Regions from separate parts of the Mus musculus genome. Here all the other regions are linked to region 2. The links are chromatin contacts, called in public ChIA-PET, Hi-C and HiChIP or PLAC-seq maps. All regions are on one chromosome and are shown on one strand. Each heading gives the region's core, a stretch centred on a gene start, on an enhancer-like site or on the middle of the called end of the contact. The rest is flanking DNA. Distances are from core to core; before and after follow the strand shown.

Region 1 (2,977 bases), core at 27-2,526, 42 kb before region 2:
AAATTGGACATAGCACTACCGGAGGATCCAGCAATACCTCTCCTGGGCATATATCCAGAAGAAGCCCCAACTGGTAAGAAGGACACATGCTCCACTATGTTCATAGCAGCCTTATTTATAATAGCCAGAAACTGGAAAGAACCCAGATGCCCCTCAACAGAGGAATGGATACAGAAAATGTGGTACATCTACACAATGGAGTACTACTCAGCTATTAAAAAGAATGAATTTATGAAATTCCTAGCCAAATGGATGGACCTGGAGAGCATCATCCTGAGTGAGGTAACACAATCACAAAGGAACTCACACAATATGTACTCACTGATAAGTGGATACTAGCCCAAAACCTAGGATACCCACGATATAAGATACAATTTCCTAAACACATGAAACTCAAGAAAAATGAAGACTGAAGTGTGGACACTATGCCCCTCCTTAGAAGTGGGAACAAAACACCCATGGAAGGAGTTACAGAAACAAAGTTTGGAGCTGAGATGAAAGGATGGACCATGTAGAGACTGCCATATCCAGGGATCCACCCCATAATCAGCATCCAAACGCTGACACCATTGCATATACTAGCAAGATTTTATCGAAAGGACCCAGATGTAGCTGTCTCTTGTGAGACTATGCCGGGGTCTAGCAAACACAGAAGTGGATGCCCACAGTCAGCGAATGGATGGATCACAGGGCTCCCAATGGAGGAGCTAGAGAAAGTACCCAAGGAGCTAAAGGGATCTTCAACCCTATAGGTGGAACAACATTATGAACTAACCAGTACCCCTGAGCTCTTGACTCTAGCTGCATATGTATCAAAAGATGGCCTAGTCGGCCATCACTGGAAAGAGAGGCCCATTGGACACGTAGACTTTGTGTGCCCCGGTACAGGGGAACGCCAGGGCCAAAGGGGGGGAGTGGGTGGGTAGGGGAGTGGGGGTGGGTGGGTAAGGGGGACTTTTGGTATAGCATTGGAAATGTAAATGAGCTAAATACCTAATAAAAAATGGAAAAAAAAAAAAAGAAAAAAGTTTAAGCCTTTCTGTCCTCACAAATCATTTAAGTATTAATGCATTTGCACTACATCTCATGAATATGATTATAATAGAGATCATTGGACGGTACATCTGTAGTAAGCATAATTTGACCTAGGGGGTGTCAAGCATCTTACACCAGTCAGAGTAACATCAGCCTTTCAAGGAACTCCATCTTCCCTTGTGTAATTAGAGACCCCTAGACAGGGAAGTGAGGGGCTTTTAAGCGACATGCTTGCTCTGACCCGTTGTGACAGTTTGGTGTGGGCTTTTGCTTTCACTTTCATTTTAGTAAACCTATTTTGTGACTGCTTTTCTGTGTCTTGCTCAAATTTCTCTTCTCAACTCACACACAATGTGGATATTGCATAATGGAGGACTTTCTTCCAGGTGACATTGGTATCTGCTAAGATCCCATATGCTCTGATGTATTTCTCTTTCAAACTTCAATAAAATGGTCCTTGAGTTTCCTTCCGAGTCTGTTTGGACTTTATTTTTTTAATTACAAAACTAATGATCTGCAAAAGAGACCCTGTTTTCCCCAGTGTTCACTGTTCACTAATGTTAGAGTCGAATTGAAGACCCATTAATGGAAGCTGTTACCACCTAGAAAAAGAACTCGATCTTGCTGTAGGTGGAGGCATGTCATTGTCTCCTCCGTTAAGAGATAAGCAGAGCAGGTCAATTGCCTTGCCAAAGAACTGAAGCCCAGGAGTGCTAAAGACATATGAGGAATAATAAGGCCTTTAATGAAGGAATCCACATTTTCTTTACAGAATTCTTGACCACAACTCAGTATCTGTGAGCTGTCATGAAGTTATGTTGGATGCTGTGTTTTATAAAAAAGAGAACCAGGATATGTTTGATAGAGCATGGTATGGTGAGACATCCCTCCCTCTGTAGGTACCAGCTATACAATGGGTATAATGTAGAATAGTTTATTTAGGGCATGAGAAGGAGAGTTGAGAAGGGACTATAGACAAAGAAAGACACACATACACACATACAGAGAGAAAGAGACAGGAGTAGGGAGGAGATAAGAAGAGAAAGAGAAGCAGGCCAGGAATACATGGAGAGAGAGAGGCAGGAGGGGAAGGGGAGAGAAGGGGAAAGGAGTCATATAGAGAAGGGGCAATGATAATAAAAGAGTGAAAGAGTAAGAGTAAGAGAGAGGAAGCCAGGCCTACCTGGCTTATTGCCAGGTAACTGTTGGGTGGAGCCTAGAAGGAATGCAAACATTGGACCTGATTGCATTTGTGATTCCTGACTCAGAAAGGTAAATTTTCCTTTTCCTTTTTTCCTATCTGTCTTTCAGATCTGGCCAGAGCCTAAGTGTGCCTTTTCTAGTTCTTTGAGCTCTTTATTTTTTTTCTCTAAAGTCCTCCTCCATACCACGGGGCTTTCTGTCTGCCACATGTCTGACCTTCATGCTGATTTAACTCAAATGGCTCTTCCTTAGCTAGTCTCCTCTTCCAGGCAGCTGCCAGGAAACTGCAACTTGCCTCCCCAGGGGTTGTTTTTGAACTCTAATAAAAGTTGTTCTCTAGCTTTCATTTGCCTCTATTCTTGAATTATTTTGCTTATTAGACTAACAATTCCAAACCGGGATCCTCCTTTTTCTGGTAACATGTGGTGATTTTGTTGGGATTCCTCACAGTTTCTGCAATGACTCTTAGACAAAGATCCAGTCCACAGAAATACACTTGTGAGGTTCCTGCCCTTTTGTTTCTTGTTTGTTTGTTTATCTATCTTCATTGATTTAATAATAATTAATTAGATCCTCTCATATTATAGTGTGGAAGAATCTCATAAACATATGGTCTGTGTTCTCCTTTCAACAAGTGAGAAAACTGAAACAAATAAAGCTTTGCTCCAGCTCAATAACCAAAAAGAGCCCATACTCTCAAAAGGTGTCATTTTAAATTGTAGTTGTTAAGGAAATAGTA
Region 2 (3,196 bases), core at 282-2,781:
TGAGACGAGGAAATAATTTAGAGGTCACACTTCACTGGAGCTTAAGTTATTTTTTCTGTTACTATGATAAATTTTCTGATATAAGCAACTTAAGAGAGAAAGTGTTTATTTTGTTTGGCTGATTTTTAGTACAGGATCTCACTGTGTAGCCCTAGCTGGCCTGAGACTTTATATACAGATCCAACTTGTCCTTAAACTCACAGAGAGCTGCCTGCTCTGGCTGGAACCAAAGGCACACCCCACCATATTGAATCTCATAGAAAGGGCTTCTTCTGGTTCACAGTTCAAGGTTGCAGTCAGTTCTGGTGAAGATGTAGCAGCAGTGGACTGTACTGCTGGGAAGCCGAGTGCTCTGTGTGTTCTGCTGCTGAGCTGTCTCTTGGCACTTATGCTGTCCAGGTCTTCCCACCTCAATTAACCTAATCAAGATAATCCTCACGGGCATGCCCAGAGGCCTGCATCCCCGGTAATTCCAGATTCTGTCAGATTGACGACTCTACGATCACAGAACCTGTTTAAGTATGGGCTTCATCCTTGCTGGTTTGTCCTTCCCTGTCAGCAAGGGACAAGTCTCACATCTCTTACGTGTACTTCCCTTCACTCGTTTCTATGACTCACTCGAGAAATTGCTTCTATTCTCCACACCCCCCCCCCTTCCTCCAAGGCCTTTGCTAATTCAAATTCTGTTTTATTCCAAGTTGACTCAAAGAGTAATTGCCCTCAGGCCTTCCTGGTTACTTCATCTTCTTTATCTCCTCCTCTTCAGACTTCACAATCTTATTTCTTAAGCAGAAAGTTGGCACTACGCTCCAGGGTATAGGTCTGCAAACCAAAGTGTATAGTTACATCATCCCATATGCTATCCAGCAGCATTAGCTCAGGACTTAGTAATATACTCATTACTAATTCTATAGCAGAATTCCATGTCTCTTAAATGAGCCACTTTGGAAACACAGTATTGGACTTCTGGACATTGCTTTTATTTCTCTAAAGGGGCTGTGGCCAGAGTATGGTGTCTGGCCAATGTTATGTGTACTGCCCACATTAGAGATGCCCTGGCTCTAGGGTTGACCCAGATTTGTGATTCCCAATAGACCCATCAAGTAGAATATTAATGATACCCAGAGCTAAGAACAGGGTTAGCCAAGTGTTCAGAACTTGTTCGAAAGAAGAAGACCAAGTCCTGAGGACTGTCTCACTTTGAAAGTTACGGGAAGCCCCAGGAGAAATGACATTTTCTTCTGTCCTCAGAGAAAATGCTCAACTATCACCCCAGATAACCCAAGTGCATTTCAAAAGCATTGGGCTTTCCGACACAAATCTGGCAGTTAAATAGATCCGAACGGGAGCCTGGGGAAAGTCACTACACTCAAGACTATTGGCCTTACCCTCACAGTCCTAAAGTGACCTTGGAGTTAAAACAGCCAGCCTTCCTGCTGCCCACTCTGCAGGTAAGGGCCAAGCCAAGCAGTCACCGCTTGGGGGCCGAGCTTAGCGCTTGGGGGCGGAGCCTCCCAGCGGCAACGCGCTGACGTCACGGGCGTGGGTCGGCCCACCGCGTCGTCGACGGGGCGCGGATCACGGCCGGTGGTCGCTGTACCCGGTCGGCGTCCGCTCTCTCGGCAATTCGTCCTCCGCCCCGACGAGGCGTCCGTGGCCGGGCTTCCGCAGTCATGCTGCGGTCGGCGCGGCTCGCGCTTCCCCTCTGAGTCCCGGGACGGCGGCGAGCGCGGCGAACTCGGGTCGCCATGCCTACCCGTGAGTGTCGGGCCAGGCCGGGCGGGCGGGCAGCGCCTCCAGGAAGCGCCGGTCCGCCCTGAGTTAGTTTCGCTTAGACTTCAGCGTCCCGTGGGCGGGGAGCGCGGGATCTCTGTGCACCCTCGGGGAAACTGAGGCGGGAGCGTTACGGGAACTGACGGCGGCCCGCGGTGACGGCGCGGTAACGGAGACCAGTGCGACCCGGGAAGCCCGGGCTGGTCCACTCGCCGCGCGGGCCCACTCGACTGTGGCCCCAAGGTCGAGGCCTGTGCTGCCTTAGTTTGAGGGACTTAGGTCCGAGGGACAGGCTGCAGCCCTCCCTGCGGCCAGAGGCCGGGCTGCCCCGAAGTGTGTCAGTCTGACTACTTCTTGGCTGACTTGGACGCGGTTTTGGCTTGCCCGCCTGCGGTGGGACCCGGGCTCCACTCATAGCAAGCATCCCGGCTGTCCCAGAGGGACGATAGGTTTCGAGATGACCCCGGTAGTCGAGGCTTTGAGAGAGAGACACTGTACTACAAGGTACTACACAGTTGCTAAGAGTGACCCAGATACTCACGCTGAGGCTTTAAATCATGTGGCTCACATTGATTACGTGCTAACTGGGTGGCTGATGCTGGTTATGGGTTTTTGAGGGTCTTTGCAAGTAGTGCTCTTGTAAGTGTGTCTTGCCATAGAATCTTTAAAGACTTGTGAATGTTTTTCTCGGAATTCCTAACTAGCCCTGCATGGTTTCTGTAGACATAAGTACGGGATTTCTAGGCAGCTTCAAATGCACAATTTCTTCTAGTGTTGGGTAAAGATTTCTTTCTGAATACTAGAATGGTTTGCCTCATAGCTGTGTCAAACCTTTCATCATAATGTAAAGGTCACTTTGACCCCTCAAATACCAAGTGTGTTTTATTTTGTTTGCACGTTATTCTGTGTTTCTTACTTTACATTTCTGCTTGATTCCTCCAGCCTGGAGGTATATTCTCTGCCTATCTTGTTCATGATCATTATTGCCAGTTTTATTATTCCTTACACTCATGTTCTATTATTTGACTATTTGGAATTAGCACCGTGCCAATCTTCTGGGAAACGAAAGGGGAGAAAGATAAAGGACATCAAAAGATGAGACTGCATATGGACTGTCTTGGTAAAATTCCCATTAAAATTCTGCAAAATCATCGAGCTTTTAGTTATGTGCTAGCATTTAGTTTCCTAGAGAGGATGCTGATAGTTACATTTTTAGGATGTTTGATTTATTTACTGTGTCCAGTGAGTTTTGGATGAACTTCGGTGTCAGATTGCTCACCGTGAGTAGGAGGTCAAGAGAAATGATCATGACTTATCTGTCAATTTGTTGCTGTGCATCACCTGGAATCAAAGGGAGATACTGATGTGGACAGAAGTTCAGCTCTGAAATGGTAGCTCTTGCTTTTTTTCTCCTGATGGTCAG
Region 3 (3,340 bases), core at 492-2,991, 60 kb before region 2:
TTTTAAACTAAAAATTACTAGCTAACACAACAAAGGAACAGCCTTTGAATCTGAGCTATTTCTAGTAACATATCCTTAAGGCTTGCTTGTATAACTGCCATTTCTACCCTTGTATCTGCTGCTGAAGTCTTCCCTGACCACCCTATCTGCAGTAGCCTCTCTTGACCCAATCACACTCTGTTCCTCTTTGTACTCTTATTTTCTTCACTGCACATATGACTAGCCTGCAACCTTTTTATCTTTTCATGGCGTAGAGCCCCCACTGGAGGACCAGCTCCATAAGGAAAGGAATTCTGGGTTTTTTAAACGTCTTTGGTGTTTAGAACAGTCAGCATATGGAGAATACCAAATTAATATGTATACATGTGTTCAAAATTACCGTTTTGGCTTTACATGCCCCAGTACAGGGGAAAGCCAGGGCCAAGAAGTAGGGAAGCAGGGCAGGGGGAGGGTATAGGGGACTTTTGGGATAGCATTTGAAATGTAAATGAAGAAAATATCTAATAAAAAATTGAAAAAAATTACCGTTTTGGGGGATTTGTTCTAATGCTTTGATTTAATTGGATATCTAAATGCTAAAGGTCCTTGTCCCCAATTGGTTTTTGACAATTAATAAATTGCCAACAGCCAATGGCTGGGAGAAGAGCAAGAAGTGGTACTTCTAGATTCCCTCAGGAAAAGAGAGGGGAGAAGAGCATAGGAGCTGTAGGAGATAAAGCCAACCAACCAAGTGAGATTTCCCTAACTAGAGGTGCCCAGTCATTGAGTTAGCAAAGGCATTTCAAAAATCAGCTAATATGTCTGTGTCTCTTTCATTCGAAAATCCAGTGAGCTGCTGGGCAGGTGGCTGGAAGTGGGCGATCCATTGAGAGCATAAAGTGAAGTAGCTAAACTCACTGCTACACCTGTTTGTAATGCTAATTATTGTCAATTGGACAGGATCTAGAATCACTAAGGAGACAAACCTCTGAATGCATCTGTGAGGAAGTTTTTAGATGAGGTTAGCTGAGGTGGGAAGACCCATCCCACTGGCATCCAGCCCCATTTCATGAGCTGGGGTCCTACATGGAGTAAGAGTCAAGCTGAGTTTTCATCTTCTTTGCTTCCTGACAGATGTCAACATGTGCGCAATTGTCTTATAGTCTTGTTACTGTGCCCTCATTGCCAAGATAGACTCTATCCCTTCAAATCTTGAAATAAAATAAACCCTTCCTTCCTTAAATTGTTTCTTATAATGTCACATCAAGGAGAAAAGTAAATAATATATACTGCCAGCCACATTCCAGGTGCAGGGAAAGAGATATCCTGGAACCTACACTCTAAAGGGAGATTTTGTTCACTATGAGTTCAGTGAACTCAGAGGTGAAAGACAGCATCTTTGAAAGACATCACTAAAACATGAAGAGAGGGAGGAATTAGAGATTGCTTTTGAAGTCCTTGTGAGTTCAGGCTTCTATTAGTGGTTTCACCAGTGTCTAGGCCTCCTGCTTCAAATACAACATGAACTTTGCTTTGAAGAATCACCTGTCCCTCACTTTCAGCAGAACAGTTTGGACAAGATCAATTTCAACTTTACTGTAAGCAATCAGCAAAGATATACTCTGCTCACTGACTTTGGCCTCTGAGGGAAGTCAACAGTAAGGCAGGAAGGAAGTGGTCATGAAGTTCTTAGAATGGTCTGCTTTCCCCTAGAAGCCTACAAAAACAAGAAATTGCTCTTCTCATGAGCAGCACATTTGTGGTTGTGCATTCTGGAGTTTCTGCAGCCAGGACTGATATAGTCAAAGGGTTCACAACACCTGGTGTCATGAGGAGGTCAAAGCCCCTTGATGAAACAGTGAATCTCTGTGTCACAATGACTAAAGCACACCGTTTTACCCTTTTCATCTTAGAACCCATAACACCATCCTTCATGGATTAATCTGCTTTTATGTTTTTCAAGTCATAAATTAGTACATGTCTGTTGCAATATGAGAAATAACAAGATTACATATAAGGTAAAGCTAACAGCCCTTCTTATCCTGTCCTCTGGAATATTGAGTGTTAAGAGGTGAGCATTGTTATGGATGGTTTGTGTCTCCCAGAAATTCACACACTGGAGTCCTCACCCCCGGGATATACAATGTGACTATATTCAGAAACAAAAGGTGATTACCATCCAAACTAGACAGAATATCCTATGAGGCCTCAACCCTACACAAATAACTATAGGTAAGTGAGGAAAATGGAGAGTGGGAGACGCTGTTCTCCCCAGGAAGAACATACCAATTGGGTGTTCAATGCCAAATAGTCAGCCCTGAAAATAAACATAAAAGTAACATTATATAGACCAAGAAGATTATATTTAGGAATATATGTATATATACATATACACATACACATTCATATGTGCATGCAATAACAATTAGCAAAAAAAGAGCCCATGAGTTTGAAGGAGAGTAGGGAGGGACATTGTCATGGTTTGTATATGCTTGGCCCAGGAAGAAGGCACTATTATGCCTTGTTGGAGTAGGTGTGTCACTGTGGGCATGGGCTTTAATATCCTTGTCCTAGCTGCCTGGAAGTGAGTATTCAGTTAACAGCCTTCAAATGAAGACGTAGAACTCTCAGTTCCTCCTGTACCATGTCTACCTGGATGCTGCCATTTTCCTGCCTTAATGATAATGGACTGAACTTGTGAAACTGTAAGCCAACCCCAATTAAATGTTGTCCTTGGTCATGGTGTCTGTTACAGCAGTAAAACCCTAACTAAGGGTTTGAAGGGAAGAAAGAAAAGAAAGAAATATAAATTATAATCTCAAAAAATTTTGAAGGTGATTAGGGTAATACTAACTTGATCTTTAACTTCTATAATCTAGACCTAAGAAAATACATTTCTTCTACATGTTATTGCTATTTAATTAACGTGTATGTGTCCAAACTTCTTTTAAAACCTAATCTCCAATATGATGGTGTTCTAGTTTATTTTTGTTGTTGTAATAAATAACATGATACAAAGCAACTTGGGGAATGTCTTAGTCACTGTCCTATTACTCTGAGGAGACACCATGACCAAGGCAACTCTTATAAAGAGAAATCATTTAACCGGAGGTTTGCTTATAGTTTCAGAGGGTTAGCTCATTATCATCACAGCAGAAAACAGATAGGCATGTACTGGAGAAGAAGTTGAGAGCTTTAAATCCTGATCCATAACAAAGAAACTGGGCTTGGCATTGGCTTTTGAAACATCAAAGCCCACCTCTAGTGGCATACCTTGTCCAATGAGGCCACACAAACTCCAACAAGACCATACCTCCCAATTAGTCCTAATAATCCACTAACTGGAAACCAAGAATTCAAA
Region 4 (3,247 bases), core at 349-2,848, 39 kb after region 2:
TATTTAAGAAATTAGCACAAAAGAACTTGCAGTTTGCAGAATTAGGACTTCTGTGAACTGGGAGAGCTCCTCTGGAGTGTCCTCACATTTTATGTTCTGCTCTTATATCTACAAGGGCAGTAGAAGCTGTCTGCCACAGACAGTTGCTTAGATTATCTTTGTATTTATAACTTTCAATAACAAAAGAATTAAGGTTTATCCTCTTCAACATCCCCCTCACATTTAAGAAAGGTCTTAGTGTCCATTTTTGTTTTGTTTCTACCTTTTTATTCTATTTTAAAAGTGATGTGTTTATTATAGCAAATTTGAAAAATACAAAAAACAAAAGTGTAAAAGTAAATGTCTTACAGAACATCAGCCAGGTTGCATACTCTTTTTATTTAGAGAGCTGTATCATTGGTTTTCTAAAAGATTATTATTACATATACATATACAGTATTTGTACATATACAGCATTTGTTGTTTTATGTGTTCCATTTGCTTATTTGGATGTTGCTTGTTAGTGTAATAGATAAGGAGGCTAAATGTGTTTACTCACTTTTAAAAGGTGACGTATTTTGTTTGTATTGTTATTTTTGTTTTTTAGTTTGTCAAATTTGCAAATATTGAAGAAGATACACCGTCCTATCATAGACGTTATGACTTCTTTGTATCTCGATTCAGTGCCATGTGTCACTCCTGTCATAGTGATCCAGAAATACGAACCGAGTATGTACTGTTTTACCTCATGACTTACCTTAAGTGATTGATACAAGAAGTGACTGAATATTGTGCTGCTGTACTTCACAGTGACTACAAAAGGCATGAGAGATGCTCATGAAACAGCCTTCCATTGTTAGAACATACAGTATTCAACTGAATGTGCAAGATGAAAGTGGTTGAAATTCAGAGTCCTTATTCTCGTCCAGAGTGACCCATTTCCTCCTCTGCCTGTTTCAGTTCCTGTGATCCGCTTGCTGTCTCGGGATTACTCTGGGCATGGCCCTCTTCAGTCCATTCAGAAGCTATGTTCTCAGTCTAGCGTGTTCAGCTTTGTCCTCACTTCACTCAGGGTTCGCTCCTGGATGACTTCATTACTAACCTCACTCTTACCTACTGCTGAGCTACTTGTGGTTGTTCCTTATCTTTTCATTTTTATTCTGTTTTTGTTTTCTTGATATGGGGCCTCTCTATGTCATCCTAGTCACTCTAGACCTTGCTTTTTGCTTTGTAGACGAGGCTGGCATGAGCTCAGAGAGATCCTCTTGTCTCTGCTTGCTGAGTGCTGGGATTAAAGGTGTGCACCACCACTCCGAACCTTTTTCCCTTTCCTGTTCTCTTGGTAGAGAGCAGGACAGGAGGCCAGGGGTTTTTGTTCTGAGCACTGCTGTATTACTGAGCACTTTGACTAGTGACTAATGGTGTGTAGTTAAAAATAAAAGTAAAAATGATGCTGATAAACAATATTAGTGTGAGCATTACTGCCATCCTAATTCAGAGGTTATGTTAGTAATGGAGAACCGGTGTATTTTCTCTGAACTGCTTCAGAGTGTGCCCCCAGCAGGTGCACACAGTGAAAGCAGGCGTGAGACTTATGGGTCACTGGAGAAAGGATGCTGAGGAGACTTTATAGTCATTTTCTCCATGTGACTGGCCTGACTGTAATTTCTCCTCATTACAGTCCAGGCCATTTATTCACTATGTGATGTCTTAAACCTTCCTGGCCACCTCATCACTACTAAAATTTTATCTCCTAACAGACATTTTAAAATGCTTTTAATCATATAAGAAAATGTGTTTGAATAATTCAAACATGAAATTACCTTATCTTTAACTATTTATCGCCCCCTGGTGGAAAACCTTGTATTTTGAACATACTATTTATATCCAGAATTACTATTTTTTTACTGTATTTGCATAATTTCTCCTCCCCTCACTTCCCTCCAACCTTTTCTATCTTCCATCCCTCACTTCCCTCCAACCTTTTCTATCTTCCATCAAGTTCATGACATCTTTTTTCTTTAATTATGATTATTTTATATTTGTGTGGGAGTGCATATGTGTGTGTGTGTATGTTTGTGTGTGTGTGTTTAAATGTATAAATACAACCCACTGAGTCCATTTAATGTTTATATGTCTATTTTTTTATGGTTGACCAATTAGGGGTCATTTATCAGCACAAGTTTCTGAAGTTAAAATTGCCAAGTTTTCATTTGAATCACTGTTAAAACAATGTTTCAATTAAAATGCTTGAAGATACAAGTTGCAATTTTTTTCCTTGAGTAAAAGTCAATTCAGTTTTCTTCAGTTTATTTAAATTTCTTTTCAGGTTCCAACTTAGATTCTTATTTTTTATCCTTTTACACTTTAGTAAAATACAAGTCCTGCAGAACCTTCAGGCTTGGACAGTCAGAGATGAGTCTAGAAATTATTCTCCTATTCCCTTCCCTATCCACCCAACTTTAGTTTCTTTCTCAAAAACAAATAAAAACCCAGTACAATAATGTTTCTCCAAACCAAACCAAGAATACAAAATAAAGCAATAATTCACCAACTGTAAACAAATGTAAATGTGTAGGATCTCAAGCGCATGGGCATTTGTGCACGCACACACAGACTTTTACTATGGAGTCCATTATATGGTGTTCATCTACTTCTGTCCTGGAGGGGTTGCTATACTCAGTGTCACACTCTGTTGGATTTTCTCAGTGACGATTCATTTGTTAGTCTTACCTTAGTAGCTAGGTTTTTATCCATCCATCCATCCATCCATCCATCTATTTTTGTTTGTTTTTTACTTATTCATTTTATATTCTGCTCACTACCCCCTCCCATAATCTTTCCCCCCTCCCCTTCTCCCCTGAGCAGGTGGAGGCCCCCCTGGGTATCCCCCAACCCTAGCATTTCAAGTCCCTGAGGCTAGGTGCTTCCTCTCTCACTGAGGCTAGACAAGGCAGCCCAACTAGAAGAGCATATCCTATATACAAGCAACAGCTTTTGGGATAGCATCTGCTCTAGTTGTTCAGGACCCAAATGAAGATCAAGCTGTACATCTGTTATATATGTGAGGGAAGGCCTAGGCCCAGCCCATGTATATTCTTTGGTTGGTGGTTCAGTCTCTTAGAGCCCCAAGGGTCCAGGTTAGTGGTCTTCCTGTGGAGTCTCTTTCCCTTTAGGACTGCAATCCTTACTTCTATTCTTCCATAAAAGTCCCCAAGCTCCATCTTCTGACTGTGGGTATCTGTATCTGTCTGATCTGTCAGTTGGT

What was found. HiChIP or PLAC-seq counts read pairs in DNA pulled down with a chosen protein or histone mark. A called contact is a pair of places that touch in the nucleus more often than the background predicts. ChIA-PET counts read pairs in DNA pulled down with a chosen protein or histone mark.
Region 1: a contact with region 2 is called in an RNA polymerase II ChIA-PET map of memory CD8 T cells, with 261 read pairs. The contact joins the enhancer-like site here to the promoter of Efr3a in region 2. A contact is called at or near these places in 1 of 15 datasets of contacts at CTCF or cohesin (CD8 T cells), 3 of 484 Hi-C or Micro-C datasets (CD4 T cells and cortical neurons), 8 of 115 datasets of contacts at active chromatin or transcription factors (the SCID.adh cell line, bone marrow-derived macrophages, effector CD8 T cells and 3 more) and 1 of 9 other capture datasets (liver).
Region 3: a contact with region 2 is called in a CTCF HiChIP or PLAC-seq map of CD8 T cells, with 7 read pairs. The contact joins the enhancer-like site here to the promoter of Efr3a in region 2. A contact is called at or near these places in 1 of 15 datasets of contacts at CTCF or cohesin (CD8 T cells), 3 of 484 Hi-C or Micro-C datasets (Th17 cells and cortical neurons) and 6 of 115 datasets of contacts at active chromatin or transcription factors (the 230-238 cell line, CD8 T cells, T-cell acute lymphoblastic leukemia and 3 more).
Region 4: a Hi-C map of CD8 T cells shows a contact between it and region 2, with 1.6 times the contacts expected there. The contact joins the enhancer-like site here to the promoter of Efr3a in region 2. A contact is called at or near these places in 1 of 15 datasets of contacts at CTCF or cohesin (the NIH/3T3 cell line), 13 of 484 Hi-C or Micro-C datasets (CD8 T cells, CD8 central memory T cells, the N1E-115 cell line and 9 more), 8 of 115 datasets of contacts at active chromatin or transcription factors (the 230-238 cell line, the SCID.adh cell line, cardiomyocytes and 3 more) and 3 of 9 other capture datasets (adipose tissue, liver and pancreatic islet).

The regions. Positions count from the first base shown.
Region 1 is chr15:65,743,390-65,746,366 of GRCm38.p6, forward strand. No RefSeq gene overlaps it. Among named protein-coding and RNA genes, the nearest start is that of Efr3a, 42 kb to the right of the region's middle. Within about 2 kb of position 1,277, at least 40 of the 459 cell types and tissues checked have an H3K27ac peak or open chromatin away from gene starts, as enhancers often do. A contact at or near this core is called in CD8 T cells, the SCID.adh cell line, effector CD8 T cells and 1 more, where this site is marked.
Region 2 is chr15:65,785,489-65,788,684 of GRCm38.p6, forward strand. Efr3a (EFR3 homolog A) reads left to right here and starts at 1,532. Exons shown (of 23, transcript NM_133766.4): 1 at 1,532-1,758. The coding sequence starts at 1,749. It overlaps Gm41339 (a long non-coding RNA gene), which reads right to left and starts at 1,555. Exons shown (of 3, transcript XR_875389.2): 1 at 1,389-1,555. Gm41338 (a long non-coding RNA gene) reads left to right here and starts at 2,109. Exons shown (of 2, transcript XR_875388.2): 1 at 2,109-2,893.
Region 3 is chr15:65,725,555-65,728,894 of GRCm38.p6, forward strand. No RefSeq gene overlaps it. Among named protein-coding and RNA genes, the nearest start is that of Gm23907, 33 kb to the left of the region's middle. Within about 2 kb of position 1,742, at least 41 of the 459 cell types and tissues checked have an H3K27ac peak or open chromatin away from gene starts, as enhancers often do. A contact at or near this core is called in the 230-238 cell line, CD8 T cells, effector CD8 T cells and 1 more, where this site is marked.
Region 4 is chr15:65,824,028-65,827,274 of GRCm38.p6, forward strand. It overlaps Efr3a (EFR3 homolog A), which reads left to right. Exons shown (of 23, transcript NM_133766.4): 5 at 587-708. Among named protein-coding and RNA genes, the nearest start is that of Gm41338, 38 kb to the left of the region's middle. Within about 2 kb of position 1,599, at least 2 of the 459 cell types and tissues checked have an H3K27ac peak or open chromatin away from gene starts, as enhancers often do. A contact at or near this core is called in CD8 T cells and conventional type 1 dendritic cells, where this site is marked.